Linked DNA regions of Mus musculus: region 2 is linked to region 1. A link is a contact called in public promoter capture Hi-C data. All regions are on one chromosome and are shown on one strand. Each heading gives the region's core, a stretch centred on a gene start, on an enhancer-like site or on the middle of the called end of the contact. The rest is flanking DNA. Distances are from core to core; before and after follow the strand shown. Region 1 holds the start of Gatad1 (GATA zinc finger domain containing 1). Region 2 holds the start of Sri (sorcin).

Region 1 (6,537 bases), core at 2,088-4,587:
ATCTTCTCAACAACAGAATGACATACTCATTCTTGTTCTATTTATATCAAATTAACTAAGCTGTCTGATTCCAGTACTGTTTCTCCCTATGCTTCTGATATCCATCCCAGGTCCTCCTCCCTGGATCCCGAGATGGAAAAATCTCACTTTTGAATATTCGTAATAGTTCATCTTTATGACATGTAAAACTTCCATAAATCGGCAGTGGTGGTGCATGCCTTTAATCCCAGATCTCTGAGTTCAAGGCCCAGCTGCCCTTTCGAAGTGACTCCAGAGGCTTACCTTGTAGAAGATTGACTCTGCAGTGACTATGGTAGAAACAGATTCAGGCGCTTTGATAGGCTACAAAAAAACAGACGCAAAAACATTTGAGTACCTATATAGTATGTATGGCCATTTTACCATCTACATGAGAACTATCTAATTTGAAAAGAACAAAATACTATTTGGTGACAGAAACTACACAACACACACACACACAGAATGTGAAGCAGGTGAATATTTCCACAATTTTTGCTACCAGTAACTTAAAAGCGCAGAAAAACAAAAGGTGAAGTTTCTGATTATGCTGCTAGGAGCTAACACAACACAAAGCTCTCTAGCACTCCAGTAGACATTAATAGTCCAAGTATAGAAATACAGTGGCTCTAAAAGACTGAGCATGGCCAGATGGAAATTATAAAAAATATACAGATAAATATAATTTTGTTGCAAGCCTGAACTCTTTAGGGTTCTTAGTAATTTGCCACATTGTACCACCATTAAAATCCCTTTTTAGAGCTGCAACACAAAGCTTATCACAACGTAAAAATGGCCTTTCCTGACTTTGTGCCATTCTCCCAAGAATGGATATGCAGAGAAATTGATAATGAAGTAACTGAATAGAACACAGTCTGAACTCGCCACGCAAGCCTAACAGCCTGAGTTGACACTGGGAACCAAGGCTCCTGAAATCTGTCCTCTGATCTGACCTCCACATAATGTACCCGGCATATGCACCAGCACTCTTATGTACACAATTAAAAACACATGTAAAAAGAAATTAAGAGGGAACAATTAGGCCTGGGAGAAGGCTCTGCATTTGAGAGCACTTGCTCTTTCGGAGGACCCAGGTTCAGCCCGCAGCATTCACTGGCAGCTTCTAATTGTCTGTAACTCCAATACCTAGGGAGCCAGTGCCTCTGCTAGCCTCTGAGGGTACCTGGTGCACACATGCAGCAAAACACTCAGACACAAGAAATACAAATAAATCTTTAAACAAGAGTCTACTATCTTTATGACACTTCTCCTGGGCCCGTTTTACAAATGAGTATGCCTACTTTAGAAAGGTGTTTACTGGCAAGTGAGGTATTTTTGTTCCAAAAGTAACAACCAAGCTGAGATAAACAAAAACATCTACAATATCCTTCACTGTCCCAAATGTACAAATAAAACAAAACAAAACAAAAAACCCTTACCACAGCAGGCATTAAACAATCTTCATACATCAGCTTTAGAAAAAGTTTTGCATTCATAATCACCAAACTCATCATGAACCAATAGATATTTTTTTCTGGGTCTATCATAACAAACAAGGTACTGATGAATTATGTTATTTGCCTCGTTCTTTAAAAGACATAAAAAAGTTTTGTTCTTTTTTTTTTTTTTTTTCCTTTCCTTCTGTTTTTCAAGACAGGGTTTCTCTGTGTAGCCATGGCTGTTCTAAAACTCATTTTGTAGATCAGGCTGGCTTCAAACTCAAGAGATCTGCCTGTACCTGCCTTCTGAGTACAGGAATTAAAGGTTAACACCATCACTGCCCAGCAACAAATTTTTCTTAATTAACTATGTATCAAGAGTCATAACTTCATTAAATTGTCAATGAACAAATTTAACCAATTTATAAAAAAAAAACCATAATTTCTCTTTGCATACAGATACACTGTGCTAAATTATAGAACATTCCTCTAGATTCATATTTTATATCTTTCAGATGAGAAAAATAAAAGCTGAAGAAAAAAAAACTGAGAAACTGCTTTTCTAATGTCAAAAACTGCCAATTTCTTCCAGGAGAGCTGTCTTTTGGGAAACCTTGCCTTCCCTCCAGAATACGGCCTAAGTGCACCTGAGAGGTACACCAGCCGTGGGAAGGCCCACCACACCCACAGTGTCCCATTAGGAAGCACAATGTCCACAACCATCTTACATTTTTTAACTTAAAAATATGTCTTCTCCCTTTTCCTTTCGTGGAAACTTTCTTTTCAGCAGCTGGAGCCGATTTGTATTTGGTATTTCTGAGCCGGGCCGACCTTCTGTGAATTTCTTGCTTACTCTGTTACACAATTTAGAGAAAAGGAAATTAAAACTGCAGAAGAAAAGCCAATACAATAACCTCACAAAGATCAGAGGATAATACACTTTGTTAAAAGAAATTAAAAACAAAAAACTTAAAAGACCGAGGGCTGAGATGTTAAACTCTGTAGGGCCTCCCAAGAGATGGCGCTGCTTTCAAGCGGGAAGAGGACAGAAGTGGGGGGAGGACAAGGCAGGAACTATTTATTATTCGTTTGCTGAACTGATCTATTTTACGCCCCCCCCCAAGTTTCCTGCATATCTCAGAACAGAATTCTAATGCTGACATTTTTAGCGACCTACTAATTTATTAACGTGACAAGGACTTGATGGGCAAGAGGTCCTCGACCTACAAGCAAATGGCCTCGTCCGGCTGCCCCGGTGCGTCCCGCACCGCCCGGTCTACGGCAGGAAGCCCTTCTCCCGAGGAGGGAGAGGCCGAGGGCTCACCTGCTTGCCGCCGCCGCCCCCGTTGCTCTGCGAAGGACCGGCCGAGGTGGTGGCGAAGGTGGTGGTGCCGAAGCCACCGCCGCCGCCGCCACCGCCCCCGGTCCCGCCCGCCACTCCCGCGCCGCCGCCGCCCCGGCCCGTGCAGTGATGGCAGAGGATCTCGCCCTGTGGACTCTTCTTCCACATGGAGGACGACGTAGTCTTGCACATGCTGCAGGTGGGCTTCAGGCCCAGCGGCATGCTGGCCGGCTCGGGCGGCCCCCGCGGGCGCAGCGACACGGGAATGGCGGCCGTCTGCACGGGCCGCCCAGGGGTCGGCCGGCCACCTCGGCGACTGGAAGAGCAAGGTCGGAGGTGCTGGGCCGCCCGCGCCGGGACCCAGCGGCCACCGCTGACCCCTGGAGGCGGGAAGCGGGCTCCCGCAGCCCGGGACCCAGCCCTGGAGCTGGGCCGCCCGCGGGGCACGCAGGCCCGATACTCGGCGCGGCCTCCCGGGAAAGCCAGCTCCGCCCTAGGGGACGCTATCCGGGGCGGCCGCCGCCGCCGCCGGGGTCCCCAGGGCGACCACGACCCTGCCTCCGCCCACCGGGGCTTCCGGCGATGGGCGGAGCTCCCGGGGCGGGGCGGGGCGGGGCCGAGTGAACCAGTGTGCCTGACCTAGGCTTTGGGGCTCCGGAAACCCCGCCTACTGGCCGGAAGTGGCCCTGCCAGACTTACCATTGCCTGTCACTCTTCTGAGTTTACAACTGGCTGGGGGGGGGGGGGGCTGGGGGGGGGGAATGGATGTAAAATTTCCCGTTAAAAGTGAATTTCAAATGACTAGTGAGAGTGGCCCATGTAATAGTAGTTATATGATACTCATACTTATCCTGTGTTTTCATTTGATAAATGTAGCCTTATTGATCAAGACCCTTTTAAAAGTCTTAATTAATTAATTTGACTTTGGAGGCTAGGGAGGTGACCTGATGGTAAAGTTCTTCTGGCACAAGCTTATGGCCTGAGTTTGACCCCCAGTACTCACGTAAAAAGCTAGGTGTGTTAGGGCTGGAAAGACAGCTAAGACTAGATCCAGTATTAGCACCTACACTGTGAAACTTAATTTAACATTCTTGCTTGGCATACTACTTAACATTAGAATAAAGTGCTCTCGAGCCCCCTCCCCCCCAAAAAAAGAATTGAGGGTCTAAGAAATTCATATAATAAGAACATTCAGACAGAAAACAGCAGAAACACCAGTGTGGACTGGATGAGATTAATTTATTAGTCAATGATTTATTTTACCTGGGTCAATGTAACAGTGCTGTGCACTGAATACTGAACGTGAGGGGTTTATGAGTTAGTTGGGTTAGAAATGAGCAATGTGCAGAAGAATTCCTATCAATTATTTCTCATGAGTTATACTATAATTAAAACGTTACAGTTTTGTATTACACAGTTGGGTTCAGAGCTGGGATATTTGTATCTTATATGGCTTCACATCACTTATTTGCATAAAGAACAAGCAATACATTATACCTTCCTAACGTTTAAAATAAAGTATATTAGCATAAAGGCTCCCAAAGAAGATTCCTGGAGACTGCATTGAACACTGCTTTAACTAGGGGTGATTGCTGGAAGAATTTATCGTTTTCTGTGAACTTTGGTTCGAGGAACTGGACACATTTCAACCTGGATTTAAATCACTGCAAAACTAGTAGTTCTCTGGGAGGACCATTAGCAAAGCAGATACAATACACTTTCACCTGGAAAGGAGATGTGTATTATTTGAGAGAATTAAGCCTGAACATTGGCTATGTTCGTTGAAGTCTAAAGCTCCCAGGGAAACTAGCCCAAGGAATGAAGGAATTCCTAAGTACTGGTTACAGGTAAATAAATATTTCTTTAATTGAACAACTGTATGCTCAGTGGAGTTTTATCTATATGTGGCATGTGTATACATGATCATATGTGCCTGTATATGTGTCTAAGGACACATGCGCGTGTGTGTGCAGATAAGCACATGTGTGGAGGCTAGAGGTTGGACATTAGGGGTCTCCCTCAATCACTTTCTACCTTTTTTTTTTTTAAACAGTTTTTTTCCTGAACTTGCAGCTTACCAATTAACCTAGACTGGTTTAACCAGCAAGCCCCAGAAACCCCCCGTCCAAGTTCCCCAGGTCCTAACGTCCATGTGTGACCTTTTACATAGATGCTGGGAACTCAGACCCCCAAGCACATTACAGACTCAACTATCTCCCTGGCCACGTTTTAACTTCTTTGAAACAGGATCTTACTCCATCCCATGCTGCTCTGACACACACTATGTAGTCCAGACTGCAAGCCAGCAGCGATTCCATCCTCAGCCTCCTAATTGTGGAGACTGCAGGTGGGAGCCACCTCATCTAACACAACTGTGTCATTTAAAAAGTGAAGTTATGGCTTGTGTTTTCTCAGAAACAAGTGATAAGATGTGGATATCTACATGATTTGGAGACACAGGGTTGATGCTGAGCATCCAGTACAGAATTTTAGAAAGTCCTTGGAGGGTCTGGTGAGATGGCTCAGTGGTTAAGAGCACTGACTGCTTTTCTGGAGGTCATGAGTTCAAATCCCAGCAACCACATGGTGGCTCACAACCATCTGTAATGAGAAACCAGTAAAAAAAAAAAAAAAAAACATGGGCCTTGCTCCTTGCTCCTAGACCTGGCTGGAGCAAGAGGGAGAAGGGAAGGGGGAGGGGGATAAGTTGTTTTATCGACTATAAGAGAGAGGGGGGAGAGGGAAGAGAGAGAGGGGGAGAGGGAGAGCCAGTCTGTCTTAGTCAGGGTTTCTATTCCTGCACAAACATCATGACCAAGAAGCAAGTTGGGGAGGAAAGGGTTTATTCGGCTTACACTTCCATACTGCTGTTCATCACCAAAGGAAGTCAGGACTGGAACTCAAGCAGGTCAGAAAGCAGGAGCTGATGCAGAAGCCATGGAGGGATGTTCTTTATTGCCTTGCTTCTCCTGGCTTGCTCAGCCTGCTCTCTTATAAAACCCAAGACTACCAGCCCAGAAATGGTCCCACCCACAAGGGGCCCTCCCCCTTGATCACTAATTGAGGAAATGCCTTACAGTTGGATCTCATGGAGGCATTTCCTCAACTGAAGTTCCTTTCTCTGTAATAACTCCAGCTGTGTCAAGTTGACACAAAACTAGCCAGTACACAGTCCCTGGAATAAATGTGCACAGTGGTTCTAACAGCAGATAAAAGAACGATGTCCCTGGGTAGTGGTGGCGCACGCCTTTAATCCCAGCACTTGGGAGGCAGAGGCAGGTGGATTTCTGAGTTCAAGGCCAGCCTGGCCTACAGAGTGAGTTCTAGGATGGCCAGGGCTACACAGTGAAACACTGTCTCGAAAAAACAAACAAAATAACCAACCAAACAAAAAAACCCAACAGAATGAAGCTCTGTAGAGGGCCCAGACTCTGTGACCTGCCAGTAGATTGCCCAGTGTCTCAGCTGGAGGTTGGGTTTTTATTTCTATGGTTTATATCCCGTTACTCACACCTGACTTCATAGACAGTATGTCTCTTTCTTTTTCCTTTTAATTTATTCTTCTCTCATACAGTACATCTGATCCTCAGCCTCCCTCCTTCACTCCTTCCAGTTCCCTGTCCCCAACCTCTGCCCCAGATCCATTGCTCTTCCGGTTCCCTAAGCAAAAGAGCAGACCTCCCCTTGATACCAATTGAACCTGGAATAACGAGTTACAATGGGACAAGCACAGACCCT
Region 2 (6,834 bases), core at 536-3,035, 4.4 Mb after region 1:
TGATATTTTCAAACTCGAGTCCTGAAAGAGCTTAAATTCAAGTGTGAGTTGAGCCCTGTTCACCTAGCCGATTAAAGTTCCAAACTACAGGACAAAACCTCAGAATGCCTAATCAAAGACCATGGTATTTGAGAACAGTAATTTTATCTCCAGAAGCAGACGTAAAACAGGCTACACCTTTGCTACGTGATCACAAGGACTATTGGAATTGTTTCTCGCTATTTAGAACTTTCTGTTTTGGAGCTTATGTATCCAAAGAGAACTTGGTCACACACTATGGTCAGTCTTGTTCATTAAAGTGTTTCTCAAAATGTTAAAAACAAAACCAAGAGCGGAAGTGCCCTCCTTTCCTTTCTGCTGGGTACCGCTGCCTGCTGTCAAGATGGGCAAGTTCATGAAACCCGGGAAAGTGTTGCTGGTCCTGGCCGGATGCTACTCCGGTCGCAAAGCCGTCATCGTGAAGAACATTGACCATGGCTTCTTGGACCGCCCTTACAGCCATGCCCTGGTGGCTGGAATTGACCGCTATCCCCAAAAAGTGACAGCTGCCATGGGCAAGAAGAAAATCGCCAAGCGATCCAAGATCAAGTCCTTTGTGAAAGTTTATAACTACAACCACCTCATGCCCACAAGGTACTCTGTGGATATCCCCTTGAACAAGACTGTTGTCAACAAGGATGTGTTCAGGGACCCAGCTTTGAAACAAACGCAAGGTCAGGCGGGAGGCCAAGGTCAAGTTTGAGGAGCGATACAAGACAGGGATGAACAAATGGTTTTTCCAGAAGCTTCGCTTTTAGGTATATTTTTGTTTCGTCATTAAAAATAAAAATAAATTAATAATAACAACAACAACAATAATAATAATAACAATAAAGCAGGCAACCGTTGGTGACTCTCATCTGGGGCTGAGGCCATGAGAGGCTACCCTGAGAACCTGGATCTCAAAAGGAAAGAGTAAGAGCAAACAGTCAAAAGCAAACAAACAAAACATCGACCAACCAACACTGTTCAGTCCTTAACAGTCCGGAGCCAGCAAACAATTACCTCTTGTTGCAATTGCACCAAAAAACAAAAAAGAAGCCGTGAAACATCTGAACAACCCACGTGAGTTTCACATCCTTTCCAGGAAGCTTCACCACTGGGGTTGTTTCTATTCGAATCATCCAGAAAATTAAACAATTCACTTTCCTATGAATGACCTGGGTGAGGCTGTCCTGCCTAGAAACTGCCCTCTTCTACCCCACCCCACACACCCACGCCTAGCAATCGCACCTGAGCTACACTCAGCTTAAACGGTTGGCAAAGAAACAGGCCACCCTCAGTCAAAGCTAAAAGCCCACTTGCATGGTTCAGAAGTTTTCATCAGGTTTTCAAAGTTTTTTTTTTCCTATTTTGTAAAGTGTCTCCTTCGCCCACTGGAATTGTTCTCCCCTTCCCTACAGTTGTGCATAGCGTTCTTATCCCGTCCTCTCTACCCAACAACCCGGTGTAAATAGTAAATGTTCTACAAAATAGCACAGTAGGAAGAAGGGGGGAAAAAACCCTCCCCTAGCTGTGCGTGGATGTCGGAATGTGCCACTAGGTCGAGAGGGAGAATGGGTCCTGATATAAACTCGTCTGGGGTCCTGGGTCATCGCCCGAGTGTGGGTCGCAGACGGCGCTGACACAGCACAGAGGCAGCAGGGAACGGGCGGCACTCGGGATGCCGCGGGGCGATCGGGGTGGGTGGCGGCGAGCGGCGGCCCCCGCGGGGCGGCGTGGTGCGCTCCGGGGCGGCTCTGGGCCGGACGGGCGGAGCAGCAGACAGGCAGGGCGGAGGCGCAGTCTGCACCATGGCGTATCCCGGGCACCCTGGCGCGGGCGGAGGGTACTACCCAGGCGGGGTAAGTGCAGCGGACGAGGGCACAGCAGCCTCTGGTCTCCCGAGACTGGAAGGCGCCACGGACGAGCGGGAGGAGGCGTCGCGGGCGGTCCCAGATGCTCCCTGCGAGCTCGCCTGGACCCTGATGTCCAGCCTTGGCTCCATTTTTCTTCCCCATCTCTTCCAAGGGCCTTTCCAGGGCCCACCGGTGGGTGGGCTGCGACCCAGGAAGCCCATTCTGTAACTCGGATATGTGGCGTGAGATAGTGCAAGTTGGTGTTGACTTCCTGCTCTCTCGGAATGTCCCCAAAGCAACAACAGCCATCTTGATCTAGAATGGTTCTGTGGTCACTCCCTTGAAAAGAAAGTGACAGGGAGACCAGAAAGTCTGGAGAAATGAGCTGAAGTCCTAGAGGAAGACCACTTAGGCAGATGTGGGAGGTGTACTGTCAGAGACAGAGGGACCCTCATTTTAGATATAACCGGGCCGGCCATCCCTGTTCTTCCCAAGCCACACCTGTCAGCCCTGTACTAACTCCAGCCTTACTTAGTACTTCAAGTACTTCAAAAACACCGCAAAGGCTGTAAAAACCAACAGGAAAACAGTCCTAAGCCTAGCCACCAGGTTGCTTCCGGTGCACTGACCTCTGTAAGCTGGTTAATAGGGATTTTTAAAGTGGGTCTGCGTTTAGTGGCCATCACTCTCATGAAACTTGTTTTGGACCAAGTCTCCAGCTTTTAGATGTCAGGAGCAGGAGTGGACAAGCCTGGTGGGTCACTGAGCTGAGTCAAGGTGGTGGGGAAGATAGAGACTGTGAAGGTCGCACAGGCGTCAATTGTACAAAAGCCTTGGATGGTTAAGATAAATTCAATTCTCTCTGATGCCTTTACCTTTTTTTTTTTTCTTTTCTTTTTCACAGTATGGTGGGGCTCCCGGAGGGCCTGCGTTCCCTGGACAAACTCAGGATCCGCTATATGGTTACTTTGCTGCTGTGGCTGGACAGGTTAGCCTTTCCTTCAATACTGAAGAATTGTTATGTTCTGTTTGTGTTAGCATTTAGTGCAGTGGCACAAAAACAGTCTTTGCTCTGGAAATGAGTCCCTTTGCCTGAAAGAAGGTAAAAGGAAAGGAAGACTAAAACAGTCTTTATTTTAGATCTGGACAAATTTGGACAGAGTATTGCCTGTATCAATAATAGATCAGTTCAAAGCTTGTGATTGGACTGGGATTAGACTGACCCAAAGGGGGAATATAAATATACTTTGAAGATCTACAAAGTGTATACCTCCTCACTTGTATTGTCAGGATAGAACAAGGGCTGCTTACAGAGAAGAAATTCAAGATCTGAACATAAAACCTCTGCTTGCCTAACCTAAAGACAAATATTAGTAATTAATTATTTTATGGCCCAATTATGATAGTTAGCTACTTTCAGTTGAATTCGATAATTAATCATTTACCCACAAAGGAAGTAGAGAAGAGCTGTAAAGAAGCATCGGCTTCCAAGCACAAGAGTTGCTATCAGTATTCGGAAGGTAGCCTCCACCCAGGGGCAGGTGCTCTCTGGAGCTAGCGCTCCATGTCCTTATTAGGTGATGTGGCCAGATGACCCACGGAGGGAATGCAGGTCAGCTAGTCCCAAGTCCTAAGACCTACTTCCTCCCTCCGAGAGTTATGACCGATGCCTATGGCTATTGTGGGGAAGGACATGTTCCTAGGTTGCAAGGTCACTGTGTGTTTGTAAGTGTTCTGTGGACATAATCCAGATGTGTCCAGAGGGGACCTCCCTTCTTAGTCACCTTAGACTTGTTTTAAACAAGAGCCCAAAAGAAGGAAATGATGATTTGAAAAAACAAGCAAACAAACAAACAAACAAACAAACAGATATGCTCTAGAATATGCTAAGCAAACTTCTACGGCCACCTTGGAAGAAGTGGTACTCTAAGAAACAGAGCTCGGAGAATTTGAATGGAAAATTGAGTCGAAGACTGGGAGACTTTCCTCTCGAGTGTCTACTTAATATGTTATCGATCCGTGTTTTTGAAACCACAAGACATAGCACACCTCAAGACAAGCATTCTTAGATTGCCAGTGTCTTCAGCATGTAAGTGACTCCACCTGCTTGACTTTCAGCAGTGCTGGCCTCTAGTCCACACATTCATCTTCTTGCAAATTATTGATCTTGTTCCTAATTATAACTTAATGAGTCTCACCAACTTGGATTTATATATTTTATTTAAAATCCATAAAAATGTCATGTGTCTTATTCTGACCTCAGTCAACCAGTAAGTAGGTATTGGTACCCTGTATCTTTTCTATATAATTGTGCTTGGAAGACCCTGTTTGCTGAGTCAAACTGGTCCAAGAGCCTCTTTCTCCTTGGACCAGGCCTTGTATTTACTGATGCCTACAACTCTGTGATATACCCTACTTCCCCCCTCTTTCAAAAAAAAGGGTTGGAGGGATATGTTTTTAAACAATTCTGTTAACTAATTTTAAAATGATTGATTTTGATAGTTCCTTGGCTCAAACTGAATGCAGACTGTTGTCATGACAGTTATTCTCTCACCATTGAATTATTTTTGGAATTAGAATAAGAAGAATTTTGAAAGGCATTCCTTTAAAGAAATGCTACATATAATTATTTTCTCTTGTTAAATGCTGCTTAATGGCTTGAAAGTGCAAGTCACCACCCTGATTTCCTTTCCTGGTTTTTGTTTGTATTTTTTTAAAGGACGGACAAATTGATGCTGACGAATTGCAGAGATGCCTAACACAGTCTGGCATTGCGGGAGGATACAAGCGTAAGTTCGTGGTCTTAGGATCTGTCTAACAATACTCTTGTTCTCTGTACTTCAGCTGTGAACTGCGATTGTTCCTTTAAAGAAATCAAACTCTTCTCATCCACCAAGCTATTATTTTTAAAAAGTTAATTGAGCAGAGTTCCTAACAAGCCATTTCAGTTTACCAGAGAGGTTAGTGGACTTCTTGGATTTGGGTTCCTTGTATTCCAGGACCATTGGAACCAGTGAGACCATTTGGGTGGCCTCCCACTCAGAGGACAAGTTAGGGTGCTGAAATGGAATCCACTGGGTCAGGTATCGTTAATGCTAAGTGCTAACAGGTACCACTGATTCTACCAAGTGCTTGTTCTATCCTAACTCTGGTGGCACTGAGAGAGTGGCCAGTCTTGCTGTCTGATCTCTGGGCTCTGGGCTTACTCCCTGGTAATACAAACACTTGCAGGCCATGACACTGCCAAGGTCATTCTTTCTGTCACCTGAGAAGATGTGTTCATGCTGAGGAAAGCTTCCTGCTTTCACTCCATGCCAGCCTTCTGCTCCGTCCTCCATTCATTGCAGGCTGTATGTGCAGCCCCACTGTTTGTCACATAGCCTACCGTCCTGACTTCTCCAAACTGTGCTCCAGGAAGCAAGTAGGGAAATAAACGTTGCAAAGATGCTGAATTCTGGCTGGGGCTCATTATCCCACGTACTCTGGTTTTGTTTGGTTAGTTGTTTTGTTTTGTTTTGTTCAAATCTAATCTTGACCAAGAGAAGTGTCTGGGACAAATAATAGTGTCTTAGCTCAATTGTGCCCCCTTCTAACTTCTTCGCATTTGTTAGTAAAAGCAGAACATCAAATGGACACCTCAACGTCATAGTAAGCTATAAGTTAAAATGCTTAGAACTCAGACCTTAGGATTTTCAGTGGCACTTTCAGCTGTTGGAGGTGCTGTGTTCTCTAGATGGCCACCTTTAAAACACTGGCTTTCTCTTGTTCCCATGTACAGAAGCTGTACAGCCGCCAATCTTTTAAACAGAGATTCCAAATCATCGGCCACAGACTTGAAAGTGGAAGGGTGCAAGTGGGATACTACAGATCAGAACCAGTCATCACTAGAGGGGGACTCAATGGGAGGAGTTCCAGTCTCCAAAATGGAAATTCATATTTTCCTTTCCTTGATTTTGGTGGTTCCTCGACAAGAAGCTTGACGGAACCAGGGAGGGGCATCCTTCCTTGCTAGGCCTGAATCATTGTTTCTCTGGAAGAAAAGATGGCTGAGATATTGTGGTAGAGTGTAGAGAACCAGCGTACTGGGAAAACACCACATGGATAATTTTGAAACTATATACAACTTTTAAATATCAATAAAACCCCAAAATAGTCTTTTTTAAAAATTTATTTATTTATTTATTATATGTAAGTACACTGTAGCTGTCTTCAGACACTCCAGAAGAGGGAGTCAGATCTCGTTACGGATGGTTGTGAGCCACCATGTGGTTGCTGGGATTTGAACTCCAGACCTTCGGAAGAGCAGTCGGGTGCTCTTACCCACTGAGCCATCTCACCAGCCCCCCAAAATAGTCTTATTAAAAGTAATAATCTACATTTCCCCTTAGCCTTTACAAATGAGGGTTACTTCTACACTAAACTACAGCTCTTATCCAGGGATGAGAATTCATCCCTTCAACCAACCAGTCCATATTTTGATGGCCAGTCACACTGGGTGTGCAGAAAGAGTTCCACCTGCTGAAGGTCCCCGGGTTAAGTACTGAGGCTGGGATGGTAACCAGCATGGTCACGCTAGATAGGAGTGAGCTTGCAGAGTTGGTACCGAGGCTGAAGAAGAAACAAAGCCCAGCCACAATGATGCCAGTGGGGAGAGTGTAGGTACAGAATTCAGGCATATAGAATGGTATATATGAAAGACCCAGATGGAATGTGGTTTAGTTATGGAAGTGACAAATTCCCTGTGGAGATCCTGCCTGGTTGTTGGTGAAATGGGAGAGTTCATGTAGGGGTTCTGGCCTTTACCCCGAAAGCAGAACACCCTACAGCATTCTGTATTGGATTGTATGGGATTGCCACCCCAGCCAGCAGGTAAAGACCACATTAAGAGTATAAAACAGAGTCTACTTTAAAGGTGATAAAGAAATAGTTTATTCTGAGCCAAATGTGAAGTACTTCG

The links. Promoter capture Hi-C pulls out the DNA fragments that hold promoters and counts their contacts.
Region 2: a contact with region 1 is called in a promoter capture Hi-C map of liver, with 3 times the contacts expected there. The contact joins the promoter of Sri here to the promoter of Gatad1 in region 1. A contact is called at or near these places in 2 of 39 promoter capture datasets (liver and pre-B cells).

Annotation. Positions count from the first base shown.
Region 1 is chr5:3,644,599-3,651,135 of GRCm38.p6, forward strand. It overlaps Gatad1 (GATA zinc finger domain containing 1), which reads right to left and starts at 3,338. Exons shown (of 5, transcript NM_026033.2): 1 at 2,782-3,338; 2 at 2,186-2,311; 3 at 283-342. The coding sequence starts at 3,021.
Region 2 is chr5:8,054,757-8,061,590 of GRCm38.p6, forward strand. It overlaps Sri (sorcin), which reads left to right and starts at 1,786. Exons shown (of 8, transcript NM_001080974.2): 1 at 1,786-1,883; 2 at 2,782-2,865; 3 at 4,597-4,666. The coding sequence starts at 1,833. It also overlaps the pseudogene Gm15730.